4 separate regions of the Mus musculus genome follow, and regions 2, 3 and 4 are each linked to region 1. A link is a contact called in public Hi-C and promoter capture Hi-C data. All regions are on one chromosome and are shown on one strand. The core of a region is the stretch at or near the end of the contact, and the rest is flanking DNA. Distances in the headings are between cores, read along the strand shown. Region 1 holds the start of Nbn (nibrin). Region 2 holds the start of 4930598A11Rik (a long non-coding RNA gene). Region 3 holds the start of Wwp1 (WW domain containing E3 ubiquitin protein ligase 1). Region 4 holds the start of Cpne3 (copine III).

Evidence for each region. Promoter capture Hi-C pulls out the DNA fragments that hold promoters and counts their contacts. A called contact is a pair of places that touch in the nucleus more often than the background predicts.
Region 2: a contact with region 1 is called in a Hi-C map of rod photoreceptor, with 5 times the contacts expected there. The contact joins the promoter of 4930598A11Rik here to the promoter of Nbn in region 1. A contact is called at or near these places in 1 of 39 promoter capture datasets (pre-B cells) and 1 of 484 Hi-C or Micro-C datasets (rod photoreceptor).
Region 3: a contact with region 1 is called in a promoter capture Hi-C map of pre-B cells. The contact joins the promoter of Wwp1 here to the promoter of Nbn in region 1. A contact is called at or near these places in 3 of 39 promoter capture datasets (cranial neural crest, maxillary cranial neural crest and pre-B cells) and 1 of 484 Hi-C or Micro-C datasets (CD4 T cells).
Region 4: a promoter capture Hi-C map of pre-B cells shows a contact between it and region 1. The contact joins the promoter of Cpne3 here to the promoter of Nbn in region 1. A contact is called at or near these places in 4 of 39 promoter capture datasets (the C10 cell line, cranial neural crest, maxillary cranial neural crest and 1 more) and 1 of 484 Hi-C or Micro-C datasets (the G1E-ER4 cell line).

The regions. Positions count from the first base shown.
Region 1 is chr4:15,956,353-15,959,538 of GRCm38.p6, reverse strand. It overlaps Nbn (nibrin), which reads right to left and starts at 1,572. Exons shown (of 16, transcript NM_013752.3): 1 at 1,429-1,572. The coding sequence starts at 1,465.
Region 2 is chr4:20,040,443-20,043,628 of GRCm38.p6, reverse strand. It overlaps 4930598A11Rik (a long non-coding RNA gene), which reads left to right and starts at 1,725. Exons shown (of 2, transcript XR_881147.2): 1 at 1,725-2,401. It overlaps Ggh (gamma-glutamyl hydrolase), which reads right to left and starts at 1,577. Exons shown (of 9, transcript NM_010281.2): 1 at 1,347-1,577. The coding sequence starts at 1,455.
Region 3 is chr4:19,707,360-19,710,545 of GRCm38.p6, reverse strand. Wwp1 (WW domain containing E3 ubiquitin protein ligase 1) reads left to right here and starts at 1,542. Exons shown (of 25, transcript NM_177327.5): 1 at 1,542-1,707.
Region 4 is chr4:19,568,395-19,571,580 of GRCm38.p6, reverse strand. It overlaps Cpne3 (copine III), which reads left to right and starts at 1,473. Exons shown (of 16, transcript NM_027769.3): 1 at 1,473-1,580.

The DNA of each region.
Region 1 (3,186 bases), core at 323-2,822:
TGTTTTCTTTTGTGAGGGGAAGGTTGCAAGGGCAGAGGGTGGAGGGTGGATATGGAGGGATGAGGAGATGAGCTGTTGAAGTGCATGGTATGAAACTCCCAAAGAATCAATAAAACGCTAAAATAAAGTTGTAAATCAGCAACTGGTGGAGTAATAGCAGACATGTGGGTGACCTGCGGAATTTGGAGACATGGGCTTCTATTACACTTGGAAGAGTAATTATCACAATTAGACAAACAGGAAGAGTCCAGCAGATCCCTGGCATCCTTCTGAACCGTTTGAGTTAAGTACTGTCAATGAGATTTCTGTTTGCTTTATTTCATTTTTGAGAGGAAGTCTCACTACGCTGCCTAACTAAGCTGTCCTCAAACTCAACGTCCACCAGCCTCGGCTTCTCAGGAGCTGGGATTACAGGCAGGAACTATCACACTCAGTTTAGCAGAGAGGAACTTGAACGGTTTCAAGGTAGATACATAAATATTCTGTGAGTTTCTACTGTAACCACCTTACTTGAAAACTAATCCCTTAGCGTCTGATTCCGAAATGCATCTCTGATATTGGTTCTAGAAGCATATTTTATTCTGCTATCATGTTAATAAAGTGCTACCCAGGTGAGTACTGAACTACAGCCTAAAAGCACATGAGAGGCGCTCATGTAGCTCGCAGGCTTCAAACTTAGGTAGTTGATAACTTTTAACTCCGGATCCTCCTTCCTCCACCTCCCAAGTGCTGGGATGCCTGCGCCACCACCTCTAGAAAATTTCTATTTTACAGACACTCATAGACTTAGCTAGGCTCAAGGCTAATTATTCAGAGTCCTCTAAGTTGCGTTCTATCCTTGCAGTGCCCCAACCCACATAGATAATCTTTCAGACTTTATCCTTCCCCTTATACTGTTAGTAAACTGCATCTTCTTAAAGTTCCCCGCAAACAAGATAGAGTCGCAGGCAAGTGCATAATCTCCCATCACCAGTGACTAAATAAGGAGACAACCACTTAACACGTGATAACTTTCACTGCGTAAAAAAATGTGTGGGCGGAGGACTCTTCCCCGAGGGGAAATTCTGAAAACTTTAAAGCGGCCCCGTGGTGTCGCGTGATTTCTCCTAACTACGCTCCGGTCTGCGTGCGTCCCCAGCCTTGGCTGGGCGCCTGGGCAACTCCGCGTGGTTCTTCCCCTCGGTTCGCAGCCTAGCTGGAGCCGGTCTAACCTGGGCACGCACACCCCAACGCCCGAAGTACGGTGGGCTGCCATCCCGGTTCCCACCACCCAGCTTCCGTGTCCAGTCAGCCCCGGCCGCCTAGGCGTCCGCCGGAAGGCGAGAAGGACGGACCGGAAGCGCAGGCGCGCTCTACTGCTTCCCAGCCCCCACCGCCCCGCGGCCGCTCCCGGGAAAGAACTCCCCGCCGCCTCCTTAACGCGCCTACCTGGAGCCGCACCGGCGGCCGGGAGCAGCTTCCACATGGGGCCGGCGTCTCAGAACCCCGCGACGTGCGACGCCAACCGCAGCTGCCCAGCCTGCGCGGTCACCGGGCTGCACCGGCGCGGGCTCCGGGACGTGCGCGTTCCCAGGACTCTGACAAGTTCTTCGGAAAGGCGGGAACCGGCCAGAGCGCGCCGCTGACGGGGGCGCCACCTAGTGCTGAAGATGCAGCAGTGCAGCGCGGAAAGCGTCCTGGCAGGAATGTGATGGACCGAACTGGACGCTTTAATCAATGAACTGTGATGTTTAAAAAGCTCGGAAGTAATGTGGATTTTAAACTAGATGTATCAAAGTGCTGTTGAGTGTATTATTTTCTGTATTTTCAAAAGTTACATCATGTGTAGTATCAGTCAAGATGAAGATTTCATGTCAAAATATGTTTAATCTTTTCCACTGTATCCTGAGTGTATTATACCAGAACCATGTTTACATCTTTATACAATGTCAGGATTTACTGAATAACAATAAGTCCACAAGCTTTTTGCCAAGTAGTCCCAATTTCCCTTAATAGTTGACCACTGGCAAACAGTTTTTTTTTAAAGATTTATTTATTTATTATATGTAAGTACACTGTAGCTGTCTTCAGACACTTAAGAAGAGGACATAACAGATGGTTATGAGCCACCATGTGGTTGCTGGGATTTGAACTCATGACCTCTGGAAGAGCTGTCAGTGCTCTTAACCGCTGAGCCATCCATCTCCCCCCACTTTTAATTATGTATTTATTTTATGTATATGAGTACACTGTAGCTGTCTTCAGCCACACCAGAAGAGGGCATCGAATCCCATTACAGATGGTTGTGAGCCGCCATGTGGTTGCTGGGAATTGAACTCAGGACCTTTAGAAGAGCAGTTAATGCTCTTCACCACTGAGCCATTTCTCCAGCACTGACAAATGGGTTTTTTAATCCAGTTGTAATATTAATAAATCATACATTAAGGGTGTGTGTCCATTAAAGAATGACTTCAACTTCTGGGTGTGGTGATGCACACCTTTAATCCCAGCATTCGGAAGGCAGAGGCAGGTGAGTCTCTGAGTTCAAGGCCACCCTGGTCTACACAGAGAAATCCTATCCAAAAAAAAAAAAAAGAATGACTGCAATAGAGTTACAGAAACACAGCAAGAGACATCAAAGGATCTGGGAAGCTAAAGTATGGAGCTGAAACAGCTACAAGCAGAGTAGATGAGCTCTTACAGAGCATGAATGCATCATTGTTTTGATTGTCAGCACAGAAATCTTCCCACATAGTTGTAATTAACTGTTAGATTACATGTGATATATAGGAAAATGTAAGTGATATTTAAACAGTTGTCTGGTTCTATTGTTTAAAGAAAAATAATCTATACATGTTCTGCAGAAATACTTTTAAAATAGTATTTTTGGTCTGTGTTTGCTAGAATCTGGAAACACATAGAATCTAACACTTAGTGGACAATCAACCATTTACGCTAAGGGACCTCTTCCTTTATATGCAACATAGAGAGCTGAGCTTGAAAATTAAGCTTGCTGTTGTTTTGTTTTGTTGGGAGAGTCTCATTATGTAGCCATGGTTTGCCTGGAACTCTATGTAGACCAGGCTGACCTTGAACTAATAGAGATGTGCCTGCCTCTGCCTCCCAAGCACTAGGATTAAAGGTGTGTGCCACCAGGCCCAGCTCAGTTGCTAAGCTTCTTATTCTTAATTGTGCCTATACTGCAAT
Region 2 (3,186 bases), core at 476-2,975, 4.1 Mb before region 1:
TGTCATCTTTTAATTTTTTTTTCTATTCGCTAGATCCACAAACGCAATTCACTACATATGTTACATGACTCAACTTGAAGAATCTACCCATCTATGGAAATAGCTTTGAAGGAAGGGTTCCAAATATTAGTAAGCCACCCACTTGAAAACCGGACCACTCCTGAATACATAAAACAAGTTTCTAGTTTCTCTTTAGTGTTCAACTTCAAGGAAGAAAAAAATAAGATAAATGTCAAATTCCTACATTTGTCTACCTATAAATTTCTTTTGTCAACTTTAACTACAGGCTGATTTCTCCTTGGATGCTATCAAATGTCTGACATGAATGCAAACCAGTTTTACCCTGATTGAAACATAAATATGCCAGACAGAAACAATGTCACGATTTGGCTGAGATAAAATGAATATTCAAATCCTCAAAGTCGATGTTGATACTTGATGCTAAAAATGGCAAAGTCCAAGTCCAGGACACACTTTAGTTTCTTACCTATTTCATGTGTGTGTGTATGTGTGTGTGTGTGTGTGTGTGTGTGTGTGTGTGTTGTATCTTCATGTATGTCCTGGAGCAAAGAAACGTAAGTTTTACCTGTGTGCAGAATTTCTGGGATTGGAAAGGCAGGGAAAATGGTGGAAACACAGGTCAGGAAAAGCACCCATCACCCTGAAATCTGACTAAATCCTCTCACCAGTTAACACTCAAGAGTAAACTAACATTTTTAAGGTCTTTCTCCCTTCTCTGTTATTTCCTCTGATATTTCACTGGAAACTTCATGTACAGTAAAAGACACATACTAACCCCTTGTGCAACACTAGTAGCTCCTTGCTCTTATCTTATTCAAGGCACCTCTGCAGCCGTCCTATAATCTTAATTATCATTATGGACTACGAGAACAGGAATAAAGAGTGAGATCCTCTGGAAACTTCTTGAACTACGAAATTGAGCACTAGGTCAGCCGAGGTGGAGTCTTCTCTGAGAAACCCACAGCACGATTTCTCCTCTGCTTCCTTCTTAACTTGAGCTCTTCTCTTCCTACTTCTGATACATCCTAGCTTGGTTCACACTGACTGTCCTTAAAATTCTTTTCCCGCACGGAAACCTCAAATCCTGGGTTTGCCTCAACTGTGGTTCCTAAAAGTTACGGGACCGCCTCTAGCTGCTTTGGGTGCCAAGTAGTAGCGAAGAGCTGAGCCTTCATTGGGATCCCGATCCTCCAGATGCAGAGGTCTCTAGAAGGACATCAGCATAAGGTCCCATTGATGAGAAGCGCGCCGCGGGGTCTGCACCGCTGAGAAACAGAGCGCCTCGCAGACTACCGGTCCGCAACACCTGCCCCAAGCCTCCTTACCGATGATGGGCCTCTCGGAGCCATGGTTGTAGGGTCTGGACATCCCGGGACTTGAAAGCCCGCATAGTAGCAAACCCAACAAGCACAGCAGGTAGCCCAGGTTCGCCATCGCGATCGCAATCGCAATCCGGCCTCCGCCCCCACTTAAAAAGGTTCTTCAGCCAGGCGCGCGCCCGGCGGCCAGGTTGGGGCGCGGTCTCGCGGCCTGGGCGGTGCCAAGCTCGAGGGCGCGCAAGGCCGCGCCGCTCAGGCCTCTGGGAAGTGCAGTCCGGGTGCTTGCGGTGCGGAGCTGGGCGGGCCGGGCGGGGGCGGGGCCGGGGGGCGGGCCGGGGGGCGGGCCGAGGCGGGCCGGGGGCGGGCCGAGGCGGGCCGGGGGCGGGCCGGGGACAGAAGGCTCTGGGAGCGTGCTCCAAGCTTGTCCATCGCCCAACGCGCGACCTGCAACTCGCATCCCGCGGCCCAGCGAGTGGCACGCGCGCGAAGGCAGCTGTGGAGACCTCTGAATGCTCCCTGTGAACTCTTATGTGGCCTGGCGAGGTCACCTACACCAAGTGGATACGACCACCCCGGGACCTGATGGCGAGCTCGGGTCCCACCTGGCTCTGTGCGGTAACCAAGCAGCAAGGCCCGCAAGGTTCTAGAAGTTACCAGAGAACTATGCTGCATAAACGCATAGGTTTTCTGGCTTTGATATCCTGACAGCATTCGATGTTAGGACAGGGGTTCACTTCCGAAAAACCACTGATAACATATTTATTTGGGCACAAGGATGTCTGGAGGAAGTAAAAAGCACAGAGTACTTAGAGTACTTGTGTCTCCCTTTCCTTTAGAACCCTGTCAAGGGAAGGGGCTGATTCTTGCCACCTAGCCCCCCAAAAAACAATACCAGGCCACACTCGATACAAAGTGCTTGATTAACTTCGCTGTTACCAGCAACCCCAGAAAACCACTAGTATCTTATAAAATGATAAGAGCAAAGCTAAGCAGTTAAAAACTCAGGTTGACTAATATATTTTGAATGTTCAAATGCATGCACTCATAGCCAGCAGCACAAGGTAAGTTTCTTCCTATCAAGGTTCAACTAAACTCCAGGTTAAAATAGAAAATCTGTTGAAGATGAAACGGTATTTTGAATGGTGTTATTTGTGTAAGAGGTATACAATTTAGGGGGAAAAACATACAATGTGACTTGTGGAAAACTAGTGACAAGGTTCTGGCATTCATCAAGAAATGCAATACATTGTTTAGTTTAGCAAGACTATTGTAGACTGGAGTGTCGAAAGATATTGAGAAAATGCAAAGCAGGATTGAGCCTGAGTTGATAAGGATCTATTGCAAATATGCATCCATGCCTCTGGAGCAGCATCTATCCACAAAGGAGGAAAATTATCTGCTATTATTCACAAAAATAAAATCCAGATAGAGAAAAGATACAAAGGGGAAAGGGGAAATACTAGACTTTGGTATGAAAATATAAATTATATGTGTATCCATTCATAACTTTGATGGTCAGATGTTTTCATAAGATATCAAGTTTTATGAACATCATAAAACATTTAAAAAATCAAGTATTAATGAAAAACGAATGGGTTTGGCCATGTTAAATTTTAATAGTTCTGATAGCTTATCAATTATTTTTAACTGTTTTAGGAAGCTATTAGGTAATTTCTGCTAGAGGTGGAAAGTCACGTATTCTGTAATCTACTACTTCTCAAGGTATAAATATGTGTCTACTACATGATCTTACTAAACTAGGTCATGGGGACTCCACCCTCATAAATAGATTGCTGCTATCTCACAGATATGGGTCAAGTCTGACGGGAGTGCATACTTTCCTTAA
Region 3 (3,186 bases), core at 293-2,792, 3.8 Mb before region 1:
ACCTTAAGCATTAGAGTGACATGATGTTTGGTGTCCGCTGGAAACTTGACAGAATCTAGAATCACCTGGGAGATGGCCTATTGACATTGCCTTCAAAGGATTATCTTGCTTCTGGTAACTGAGGTGGGCAGGGCCATTCCATGGGCTATATGCAACAAAGGCATGATAAGCATGCCTCTCACTCTATTTCCTCACTTCTGGTTTATTGTGACCAGCTGCTTCAAGCTCCGGTCACTAGGTATGAGCCAGCGTAAACTCCATTTCCCTTAAGTTGTTTTGGACCAGTCATTTATCACAGCAAGAGGAATAGGTTGAAGAAAAGTAAAATTGTCATGTACATTTTTGAGAGATTTTTGTGCACCATAGGCATATGCCCCTAACTTATATGTAAAATTAGGGGCTAGTAACTAATGGACCAGAGTGGAAAAGAATGAACGTTTGTTCATTCAAGTGGTATTTACTGAGTCCTACAAATACTCATGGAGCCTTAGTGTTCTTCTTGGTAGACTACTTTTTTCTCTTCTTCAAAAGTTGCAGCAACAACGGAGTGAATCAGAAAGGTGGTTTAATGTTAACAAGATATTTAGAACAGAAATGTTACAAGGTGATTAGGCTGAGAACTTGTTACCTATGGAGTAGTGAAGTTAAAGGTGTCACAGGCAACAAGAAGCCAGGATTCGTGAACTTTTCTGACAAGAGAACTAGTCGGCTCTGGGGTGGGTTTAAATTAATTTGTGAGGTCTAGCTGAGGTGTTTGGCTAAATGTACTATTTATTCTGGAAGAACTTTTGTTCTTTCTCTGAAGTAGAATGGCGGGCCATATGGTGAGTAATGTGGTCATTACACTGCAGTGTGACCTTTCTCGCAATGTAAATTACCAACAGCTCTTTTCTAAACCAGTTGACTCATTGTGTCAAAGAGTCAAGAGACAGCTACCTTTCAGAATTACTGTGTCCATTAACTGTACGAAAAGGGATATATGCACTTGCTCAATCAGTAGTAGCTTTGTCCCTGGGCCACTGTGGTGCCAAGAGAAAGGAACAATTTCATTACCAACACAATGGTCTCGTGTGACTACCATTACTAATGGACCCTAAATCAAATATTAAAGCGAGGTCAAGGGGTTTTCCTTCGCAGCCTACTTTGGCTGCGAAAGCACGGACGTGCCTGGAGGGTCTTCCCTGAGGTTATGCAGGAAGCTCTGCAGCTGACTGAACAGACCAGGTAGCTGCTGTTCACAAGTCACCACCGGCTTCCCGGCGGCTGCCCCGCCCCCTTTCCGGCTCTGGCTCCACCTCCTCTCCCTTATTGGTTGGCGTGCCTCTCCGCCTGACCGCCTGGAAGACCCGGAGGAGCGGAGTGGCCCCTAGGCGGGCTGGGCGCGCGCTCGCTGCGCATGCTCGAGGGCAGCTGGATTCCCGGTCTGGACCAGAGGCTCAGAGCGGCCCCGGCGGGGAGGCGCGCCCGTGCGCGGCAGCGGCAGCGGAGTCGCGAGCACGCTGCGCGCTCCCGAGGAAGGGAGGTGTAGGCCGGGGTGGGTGGGGGGAGGGCCGGGTGTCGGCGCGCTTGGCGTGCGGGATCCGAGTGGCTGCGGGCGGCCTGAGCTGCCCGGCCGACGCCTGCTGCGAGATGGCGATCTTGGGCGCGGAGGGCTGAGGAGGCGCCGCCGCGGTGGCTGCGGGCCCCGGGAGCCGCAGCTTTGCGCGGGTAAGTACAGCGGGGCTCTGGAGGGCGGCCGGGCCGGAGTTCGCCGGGGTGGGGTCGCCGGGCTTGCCCCGAGCTGGCCCTGGCACCGGCCTGTGCGGGTGACACCGGAGCCCGGCGAAGTGGCTCGGTGACTGCAGTGCTCAGCCTCCTGACCGGCGGCTTGCTGGCGTCCCAGCTTCCCCGCCTCAGAACTGCTGCCCTGACTTTCACCCGGATCCCACCGGCGCGAGCCGGGACGCCAGCCTCAGAACGTCCTTTTCTGACACGTTTTTAGCATTCAGCTTTTTTTTTTTTTTCACTGACTCCGCACCTCCTCTCACCAACAATCTTAATCTCCACCTTTGGTGACCTGGTAGGTTCAAGTGACCTTGCAAAATTTTCTAATCCTCATCTCGTGATTTGGGTCCTTTTCCTTTAAATCTTCTTTTAAAATGTAGTATTGTTAGGATTTGGTACTTTGCCCGTCGCCTTTAGCCTTTACAGTCCTTAAATGATCAGTTTGTGGCTTAGGGCTGTATGGCTTTCTACTCATCGGTTTGGAGTTGTAAGTTCTTTTGCTCTAAGCGATTCCTCTTCATTATTACCAAAAAGAAGGTGTATCTATTATGCTTTTGAAATATTTTACTCGTCCACCATAAAATATTTCACAAATGTCTGTGTTTTCCCTGTTAATGTTTCATCTTTTTGTGTGCATAAAATTGAATTCCTCCCCCTAAAATGCCGCTACTTAGAGTTATGGAAAAAAATGCCAGAGTTACCTTCCCACTCCCCATTTGGTGTTTTTTTTACCCCTGATGAAATACCCTGTTCACAGTTGTCTGTAGGTTTCTGTAAGAGTTTTTGCTTATGTATAAATCCACTTAACATGTCTCACCAAGTCTGTATGTAACTGCTAGTAAAACTCTCCTTTTAAAAAAGACATTCTTTCATTTATCTAACTTCCTTGAGCCATAAAACTATGTGCTTAAGCTGACTGAAAATTACCATTTTTTAAATAACTAGTTAACATTTTAAATTCAAAGATAATGTCCAAGTGTTGGAGCTGTTGAAATTGAGATGCTTGAGAAATGTGACTTAGCTCTTTGAGACATAGATTATTAACATTTCCAAATAATTCTTCACGTAAAATGTAGAGCTGCTTTTAAGACACTGTACTTTTGAAACCCAGGGCATGGCTGATCAGGTCTCTTGCCTTCAAAGAGATGGTAATCTCTTGAGTTGGCTGAAATTTCTGTTACATCCTTGCACAATTATTAAGCATCAACTGCATGACAGTGAGGTATTTGGAGGTATATGTAGATCAAATGGTTAGCAGCTTCTGTCTTTGCAGGCTATGGAGGAGGTATGTGTGTTGGGTTATATACCGATGCTCCTTTTATGTCCCTGTGAATAAATGGCAGGATCTCACTACAAAGCCCAGTCTGGCCTTGAACTTGCCATCTTCCTGCCTCTGAGGTCATAGGTCTATGCCACCATGCC
Region 4 (3,186 bases), core at 224-2,723, 3.6 Mb before region 1:
ACATTTAAAACTGCCCAGAAGACTCTAGCTCTTACATTCTTTGCTTTCTGTCTTCTTTAATGATCACTGCTGGGTCTTGGAAGGAGGGGGCATGATGCAACTATCCCATTTAGGGGTATGCTTTCCTTAGTCTCACCCTCTGTGCCTTGGACATTTGCGGGACTCTGTTCACCACGGCTGCAAACAGAAGCTGCTCTGATGAGAGCGGAGAGGTGCATTAATCTATGAGTTTAACGAAAAGCCATTAGGAGCTGACTTGATACTCTGTCCATTGAGCAGAATATTTATAGTAGATTCTCCCCTGGGTCTGTGACCTGCCTAGCTGTTGTTTTTGCCTCGATAATAGTGCCAGGTATGGATTTCATTTTGTGGAGTGGAGTGGAACTTAAATCCAATCAGAAAGTGGTGAGTTATTTCCATGATATTCCTGCCACTATTGCACAAAGGGCATGTCTTTCCAGGCTGCTCATCACTGGCGCTCTAGGGTTCACTGCTGGGTAAGACTGAGATGACCTTTCTCCTCTGGAAGCTTACATATCACATTCCATTCTTTAGTCCTTTCTATTGAGTGTCCCCCCCCCCCCCCGCCTTTTTCCCCTCACCAATGTAAGTGAAGTAACTTTTGTAATACTGTTCGTTTGTCTTTGTTGATTTTTATCCCATTTTTTTCCAGCAGATATTTTAAATTTTCATTCAATAGAAGGATGTGACTTTGAGTACCCATCACCATAGGCATTTTGAGATTAGCATAATCTGATGACTTTAGGCAAATTGAACAACTGTTTACCTACCACATTTCACAGTATTTTCTTGCACCATTCTTATGAAAAGGCACGTGGCGCTAAACACATAACAAAGCTTTTGTGACGACCAAATAAAATAAATATATATTAAATAAAATAAGCATGTAAAATTACTCTGGGAAGGTGTACGCTCTACAGAAGGATGCTTAAGAGCTGGCATTTCACACTATTTCCTTGTCCAGATCTGTTTTCTTTCTTTATTTTTTTAAGGTTTATTTGTTTTGCTTTGCATGTATGAATGTTTTGCTTGCATGTTTGTACACACACACACACACACACACACACACACACACACACACATACACACACACCTGCCTGCTGCCTTGGGGAGATCAGAAGAGAATGCCAGATCCTCTGGAATGTGCTAGATGTTTGTGAGCTACAAACCGGGAACTCTGCAAGAGCAACAAGTGCTCTTCACTTCCGAGCCCCCCCCCCCTCCCCCCCAGACCAGATCAGATATTTTACTGCCTAAAGTCAATTACGGGTTTTGTAAGAATTCTTTAAAAGGTCAGCGGGTTGAGGCGCAGCAAAGAAAACTGGGAGTGAAAATGGGTTGAAATGGGTTGGGCAGCAAGCTCCCTATCAAAAGCAAAACTTCACCTTGGTCCCGCCCACAAGCTCCGCCCTCGCCCCTCCGCTCCGGGACTCCGCCCACGAGCCCCGCCCCTCCGCGGTCCAGCCCTCAGGTTCCAGTAAAGCCCCTGCGGTCCTGCCGCCTTGCGGTGCTCCTCGCTGGCTCTCCACCCTCACTCGACTTCTGCGGCGATATAGCACGTGAGTGCGTGACTTTTCCCAGCTCCGGAGCCGTGTGTCCCAGCCCAAGCCTGCAGCCTCCCGGGAAGCGGGCCGGTCCCGGGCGGGAAGACTTAGGGCCCTCAGGCTTCCATGGCCCGTCCCTCCGGGCCCCGGGCGCTGGAAGTGCTCCGTGGGTTTCCGGTGCCCACTCTGGGGACTCCCGAGTGTCGCGTGCTGGGTCCGCGGCCCGTGGAAGTCCGGGGCTGGGGGTCAGCCTGGGGGCCGCGAGCGCCTCCTGGGCCTGCGGCTCGCGCACCTGAAGAACCCTGCCGGGGATCCGCGGGCCTCGAGTGGAAGGGCAGGGTGGGGCGAAGGGTTACAGCCCCGAAATCTCGGTCCCGCTCAGCGGGGAAAGATTGGTGAACCAGACGAACCGGTCGTGTGGGGGAACGGTGGAGGAAAGGCTGCGTGCTGAGGGAAAAGGTGCTACTGAATTCGGTGCAAAGCTGGGCCTGGGTGAAGTCCTAGCAAGCTCCTGCACCTGTGTCCAGGGCTTTGGGCTCACTGCACACGCGACGCGAAGGAAGGGCAGTGCCACTTACTTGTTTTGCAGTCAGAAACTTGAGAGCATAGTGACCGTTAGTGTTGGCGCTAATGCACTTGACTGCGATCAGCTTTTGTTTCTTTCTGTTGTGTTTGTGGCCGCCAATAATCAGAGGGTGAAGTAGGATTAAAATAACCAGTGGTTTGCAGTGACCCACAACCTCTGTGTTAAGACCATTTTTATATATAGTTAGCTCACAACAAGCATAAATGCGACTATTATCTTTTTCACTCCTCAGGAAACTGGAATTAATTTATGAAACTTGGCACCTCTGAAAGTGGTAGCATTAGGTTTCGATTGTGGTCTGTACTTTTTTTTTAATACTTTACGATTTACAAAAGTAAGTGAATCTTATTTCACAAGAAAGGCAGTGACTATCTGTCTAGTTTCAAGTATGTTCTGAGGTTTTGTTATCTGTCTAACCTTTGGGTGGGATGCCCAACCCTTTATGGTGTGTTTCTACATTTGTAAAATGGATATAGCACTGATGTGTCAGAGTGGTGAGGGCTAAATAAAATGTTTGTAGATCACTCATCGAAGTGTCTGATACATAAATAACGATAAGATAAATGATGATGGTAGTTGTAGTGACAACAGTGGATTCTCAGAATCTATCTGCTTTTCAACACTCCCCCTCACCCTGCCCCCTCTGTTTTGAGAATATTTTTTAAAAGGCGGCCCCTTTTGGCTGATGAGTTGAAAAATGCACCCCACTCGAGCCTGAAAATCTAGTGCCTCATCTCCAAGATTGGACCATGCAGAAGCTCTCTTAATGAGACAAAACTGAATTTCTGGTTTTTAGATTAAAACACGCCTGGCACAGGAAGGGAAGGAAGTACTGTCTTTCAGAATCTCTTCTCTGATCTATCCCCTAAAGCTGACGTCTAGAATTGGGGGAGCAAAATTATTCATTGCCTCCAAAGGCATGTTGATAATTGGACATCTCTTTTAATTTTACTTGAACATTTATAAACAGTGATCTATAAAATAAAGCCTTAATTCCAGCACTCAGGAGGCAGGGTCAGGTAGGTCTCTAAGTTT